2 separate regions of the Gasterosteus aculeatus genome follow, and region 2 is linked to region 1. The links are chromatin contacts, called in public Hi-C maps. All regions are on one chromosome and are shown on one strand. Each heading gives the region's core, a stretch centred on a gene start, on an enhancer-like site or on the middle of the called end of the contact. The rest is flanking DNA. Distances are from core to core; before and after follow the strand shown. Region 1 holds the start of matr3l1.1 (matrin 3-like 1.1). Region 2 holds the start of LOC120817995 (transcription factor COE3).

Evidence for each region. Hi-C and Micro-C count contacts between places; a contact is called where the count stands out from the background.
Region 2: a contact with region 1 is called in a Hi-C map of liver, with 4 times the contacts expected there. The contact joins the promoter of LOC120817995 here to the promoter of matr3l1.1 in region 1. A contact is called at or near these places in 5 of 6 Hi-C or Micro-C datasets (liver, skeletal muscle, tail fin and 1 more).

What each region holds. Positions count from the first base shown.
Region 1 is chr4:4,729,351-4,732,527 of fGasAcu3.hap1.1, forward strand. It overlaps matr3l1.1 (matrin 3-like 1.1), which reads right to left and starts at 1,702. Exons shown (of 20, transcript XM_078100548.1): 1 at 1,460-1,702.
Region 2 is chr4:4,931,489-4,934,766 of fGasAcu3.hap1.1, forward strand. LOC120817995 (transcription factor COE3) reads right to left here and starts at 1,621. Exons shown (of 16, transcript XM_078100553.1): 1 at 775-1,621. The coding sequence starts at 908.

The DNA.
Region 1 (3,177 bases), core at 452-2,951:
GGTCTGTAGTTGTAGTCCACCACAAGTGACAATAGTGACGGTGGTTGTTTTCTCACTGAGCTGCCAGGATTGGGATTCCCCCAGCGGTCCAGCTCAGGTGAAAGAGGACCTCTTTGTGTTACCTCTTTGGGAGGGAAATGGGCGGGCTGGCTGCGGGGATGATCCCACTCGCCAGCTGCAGGGTTGGCGCTGGATCGACGGGAGGAGCTGGGTGTGTAAGAGGAAGACGAGGAGTAAGAAGGAGGACGACTACCAGAAGGATGCGATTTGACGGTCCCCCGCTTTCCCTTGATCTGCTGGAGGACTTGGGGCAGGGACTCAACGGTGAGGACGTCTTCAGGAAGCTCGGCCAGCAGCGCCAGGTCGGCGGGCTCTAGGCCGCAGCTGTTCAGGATGCCGAGAGCGCCATCCTGAGCCAACTGAGCCCCTCTGGAGGAAAAGGATGTGGGCGGGTGGGACACGGACAAGGACTCCAGAGGCGGCCTGTAAAAGTCGCGTCCCGATGAAGCCTGGCGGCGGTCCGCAGAGGAGTAACGGCGGTCTGGAGAGGCGGGCTGGCGGTCTGGAGAGCCGCGTCGGTGGCCCGATGAGGCGTTCCGGCGGCCCGATGGACCCTGCCGGCGGTCTGGAGAAGGGTGCCGGCGGTCTGGAGAAGCGCGCGGTCCACGATCAGGTCTGCGATCGGAGTCGCCCGCAGGTGGTCTGAACAGGTAGTTGTGAGACATGATGGAAGTAGAAACGCTCGGGGGGAAGGGGGGCAGCGCGTATTCTGCAGACAGAAGGTGTCGGGGAAGACAGGAGATGTAAAATCGGCAGAAATGGTGTGGACGTTCGTCTTGAGGGGAAAAATACTCAGCAACACCAACTGATCAGGTGAGTGAGTACACGGGAGAGGGAATGGTACCTTTTTGACATATGAGACGCGAAGAAAATTAGCAAGCACGGTGTTTTAAATACAACTTTAAAACTTCTTACCAAAGTGTTAAAGTAGCCAAATGCATCTTTACAATTTGACCGCAAGAAAAAGAAAAAAACACAATGGCCCTGAAAGGGTTAAAACATTGAACTACCATCAGAGATCGTCATTTAACGCTATCAACATAATCTCCAGAAACAAGTGAGAACGTCCTAACGTTACATATCGTTTCGTGATGAAACTAATAGCAATATCTTCATATATTACTTACGCTGGTTGGCGTTGATGTTGAATATTTGTGATAAACCGAAAGATGATGTTTCCTTTTAAGTGTTTATGTTGAATGTTTGTGATAAGTGTTTCTGTGTTAAGAAATACTTACACCTTCAAAGCGTTCAAAAATATGTTAGAATGAGGCTAACAGTGTTAGGCTAACAGTGTTAGCCTCATTCTAACGTACCTAGCATACATTATGCTCTGCGCAGTTAGCTAACGGCTAACAACCCCCCCGTTAACGTACAGAGACAACAGCAGCAGACTTACCCCAAATGAAATACTCAGTAAAGTCACCGGCAAATTCCCTTTCTAAAGTCAGCCGGTAAAAAAACGCTCAGGCGTGAGAACGTCGTTTGAGCGAAGCCGAAGTCAGAAAGTCGTCGAGCTATTGTTGTTGTGACAAGCTAGCTACGTCATCGAAGCGGCCTTCTTCTTCTTCTTCTTCTTCTGTGGTAATTTGTTTAGCCCCACCTGCTGTTGCGGAGGGCACATTGGAACCTCTATATAATGAGGTAAAGCAAAATTGAATAAGTAAAACATTTTTTTAAATACCTTAATTAGAGTGCAATATTATATATGTTTATATATATATATTCACGCAGACATATATATATATATATACATATATCTAGAAAGATAAATAAAATATAGGGTGTTTCTAAGAGATACATATGTAATCATATTTTTAGAATAAACCAATATTTTACGTGTATATGATTTAATACTGTAAAATAAAAAATAAAGTTCCCCGTCTCTGCATGGGTTCTCTCTGGATATCCCTCTTCCCGCAGTCGGGGTTTAGGTTACTTGATGATGATGAAGATTGCCCATAGGTGTATAAATGTGAGAATAATTCTCTGTCAGCTCTGATTGACTGACGACCGTCTCTTGCCCGATGCTGGTTGATTGACTTTTAGAATATTGATGATGCATCCTTATTTAAACTTACACATTCTTTTATTTTATACCCTGTTATTACATTAACTTTGCATATTGGCCAGGATGGAATCTATGTTCATAATATTATAGACACACTTCAAGTAATTATTTTTAATTTACTTCTTAATTTGAATTAATTGTCTAATGAATCTTTCCCTCAGAATATGCTTGTCAATATATACAAATGAAGATAAAATGAGACCAAATTTGGGGGGGGGAAATGGGACAATTAACATGTTGTCGGTTTTAACCACCAGGTGGCGGATTAGGAGCATTTTCAGACCCAATCAAGATCAATTTATTAAACATTCTTCATTTATACAGTAAATAAAAGGGCCATGAAATAGACTAAAGGTAACTCAACAAGTGAAAGTAATGAATTTGAAACCTTGTATAGAAAAACAATGTCTGAAAGACTCAACGTGTAATTAATGACATATCATAACCGTCGATAGTTTAAGACAGAAACAATTAAAAAAACCTGTATATATCAGTATTTTGTCCAATTACTAAATTCTCTTCAAATCTTCAAAATTGAACTGTACTTAATATGTCCAAGTATATTTGGTCATGCTGATGATGAAATAAGAAAACATATGTTATTCATCTACACAATAAAGTAATATACCATCTCCTACTCTGTTCTGGAGCTTTCAAGTCAATCACATGGTTTTTATCCAAAGATGGATAAAAAATCAATGCTTAAAATGAACTATGATATAAAGTATAAATACACGATAAAATAGCACAATATATATGAAGGAAATTATACATGAGGAGGCAAAACAATAATAAAAGATGATGTGAACTATTCACTGTGATGAATCACTTTGTTAGCTCTATGCGTGGACAGTAGTACTGGTAGTACATATATACATGTAGTGGTAGTAGTCCTGGTAGTACAGCAGAGTACAGCAGGTGGAGCCACAGACCGCATGTTAAACACCGAGATCTTCGTCTGATTCCGTTTCAGTTTGTAGAAATAAAGATAAATTGAAACTGTACTAAAAATATGTTTCTATACTTAGAATGTGAAGGTTTACTTA
Region 2 (3,278 bases), core at 371-2,870, 200 kb after region 1:
GTGAAAACATTTCAGAGCTAAAGTAGAAATAAAACGCTTAATGTCAAAGTGAAACATGTTACGCTGCGTCTGAGAAGCTTTAATTTAACCTGTGACCCACTTACATTAAGATTTATTTCCTCCTTGACTGTGTTCATAAATAAAACATCGTGTTTCTATTTGACCCGCCGCATGATTAGAGATTTTAGCAGTGGAGAAAAACCCGCAGTGATTTCATTAAATAATGAAGTCTTACATCTCACAAGGATTGAATGGAATAACCTTTGAAATGTTCTGGAGGAGTTCCGGAGAAACGGAGCCGAGCCACCGCTCCGCGGTGCGCGGTGCGCGCGCGCGCGGCGTGTCCGCGTGTCGGGATTCGGTGAGTTCAATAATCAATAATCAGCCGCGACGGAAACAATCATTCAGCAGTTTCGGTTTATTAAGACCGCGAAGAAGAGTGCGGGGGACCCCAGACGCGAACCCGGGTCCCCCGGACAGGAGGAGGCAACGTGACGCCCTGACACCACCACCCAAAGTGACACCTCCACCCTGAAGCCTGAAGGAGAAACGAGCTGCAGTTCGTGACCTTTGTCCAAACACATTCTGCTTTTAGTAGTGAATTCTGATCAGAATCCGGTAACTTTCACGTGTATTTTAGGGGAAGGCGCGCGGAGACTCTGGGGGTCCAGCTGCTTCCGAGCGGCGCGCGGAGACACGACAAGTTGCATAGTTTTGGGGGGATTTGTTGTTGCTTTGATTGTGTGTGTTTGGGTTTTTTTTGTTTTTTTTTACCTCTGGGCCGCTGTGTTGGCGTCCAAAATCCCCGCGCCCTGCATCCAGGAGCGGACCGGGGTCATGCCGGTGGGGAGCGGCTCCTCCTTCATGGTCAGGGCCCCCCGGGGGAGGCTGTCCTGGATGGAGAACATCAAAGTGTCCTTCTGGGAGCTTTGTCTTCACCAGAAACAAGAAAGAAGACGAATAATCCTCCTTGTACCCAACACTCCAAAAAAAAAGCCAAAGGACCACCTGGATTAAGGTGGAGAAAAAGAGGAGCGATGCGGAGGGAGTGGAGCAGGAGGGGTGGAGGACACGCTTCCCCAAAGTACAGGGTCCTGGTCCAAAGAAGAGTCCGGGATCCCCCTGGGTTTCTGCGGGGTGGTTTTAGATCCCAGCCGCGGCTCCGCAGCACTCTGCGCTTTAGAAAACCGGCGGCTCTGTGAAGTTAAAAGAGGGCGGAGAGAGGAGCGGAGAGCGGGGAGAGCATCTCCGAGGAGCCGGCAGAGAAAGGTGGAGAGAGGGAGAGAGGGAGAGAGAGAGAGAGAGAGTGAGGGGGGAGAGTCAGAGAGGCGAGAATCACCGGGATCCAGAGCCTGACGCCGGGAGAACGCAGCGTGGAGAGCGGGATCAGAGGGAGGCGAGCAGCCGCGGATTGTGGAGAAATGAAAAGTGGGATAAAAAAACAAGCCACCGCTTCAAAAAGGAGTAAAATGAAATGATTAGCAAACAAGAGGGAGGGACGGAGCGCGGGAGGCTGCTCGCTCCCGGGGGAACAGGGGGATTGGGCAGCGAGAAAATCTCATCCCCCTCCCTCCCCGGCTCTTTATGGCTCCTCCGTCCCGGCGGAGAGCTCCTTCTCCCGGGGTCCGAGGCTCCGGAGCCTCCCGCGGGACCGGCGCGGATCGGCGAGGGGGCGGGGACACGCCCAAATAAGGGCTGCTCGTTTGCATATCGGTCGCACCTCTGGAGCCCCATTGGGCTGAAGCCGCGTTGCGTCACGGCTGAGAGAGAAAAAAAGAAAGAAAAGGCACGCCAAATAAGGGTTTCCGCGTGCACAGCTAAAACATGAAACTTTTAAAAAGTGGAAGAAGGAGATATGTCAGCTAATGAGGCGAACATACGGGTGATCAAATGCATTGATTACGACACGTGACGTTCGGCAGCTTCACGCAACAACTCACGAGCTCATTTAGAGGACTTTTTATTTGTGTTAATATGCGGCTTCTCAATCTGTCGGCACGAGGTTCAATTCCGTCAAACATCCAAACCTTCCGCGTCAGATTCTCCTCAGCGAGACACGACCGACATACTGAAGCTCGGATCTGTATTCGTTTCCTCAGAAGAAGCTCAGGCTTCCTTCACTTCGCTTCTCTTTTTTGCAGGCGGGGGGGTTAACAGGTTTCATGTGGAATAATCTCCTCTGTCATCCCGCCGTTAGGATGACTGACACGAGCGACGCGCGGATTTGGCACCAATTTGCGCTCTGTTTTACGCACGGACATATGGCGCGGTCTCTCTAACTCAACCACACGCACACACAACCATACGCGCACATACACACACACACACACACACACACACACAGGCAGCGCTAAAACGATGCGTTTCAGTGTTTTATTTCACACTTGTATATATTTTTTCTTTAGTCGTATAATTTAGATCAATCACTCTCAAAATAATAACTGTTTGTGTGGTTCTGATCACGCCTCTTGATGTTTCTGCTTTTTTTGGGTGGGGGGGCTTGACATCTCCAGCAGTCATTTTTTTGTTCATTTTCGTGGCAGGAGCAGAATTCCTCTAATTAAGCACAAACTCTAGAGCAGCGCTGATTAAATATTTATCCTCCTTTAGCCCGCTGCTTTTCCTCCAGGGACCCAGAAGCGTCTGGAAGCCCGAAAAAAAGATCCGTGTGCGGGGAGAAAGTCAACGAGAACATGCCGAGGAGGAAGAGGAGGAAGAAGAGGATTACAAACCAGAAGGCAACAGGCTTATTAAAATAAATCATCTTTATTAATTAGCATTACTGTTCGGGATATAATTATGTTATTGTTATTATTAGTATTACTACATGTTCTCTTCTAAAATCTGGTACACTTCATTAAATCAATAAAACTGGTGTTTTTCTTTGAATATCACATTTTCACACAACATGCCAGGAACGACTCGAATGAGATGCTTGTATTTAAAAACAAGGTTCACTTGACTTGATTTTATTTTATTTATCAAGGTTGAATAAATAAATGAACAAACGTGACAATAAGACAGCATCAGCTGTAGAACCATCTGGAACTGTGAGCTCAAATCTATTCAAGACCTCCTGGAACATCAGACCCTGAGATACAGGACCAAGTATTAGAGGTCCTTAAAACACCTGGAACCCAACAGGCCTCTTGGAACCCCCTTATGATTGCCTGAGATACCTGTGGAACCCACTAAAGAGGCCCTGGGCCCAAAGGCTCCTGGCTCCCCTTTAAATGACAAGAACCTCTGTCTGATGAAACCAGAACCTTCTGCAGACT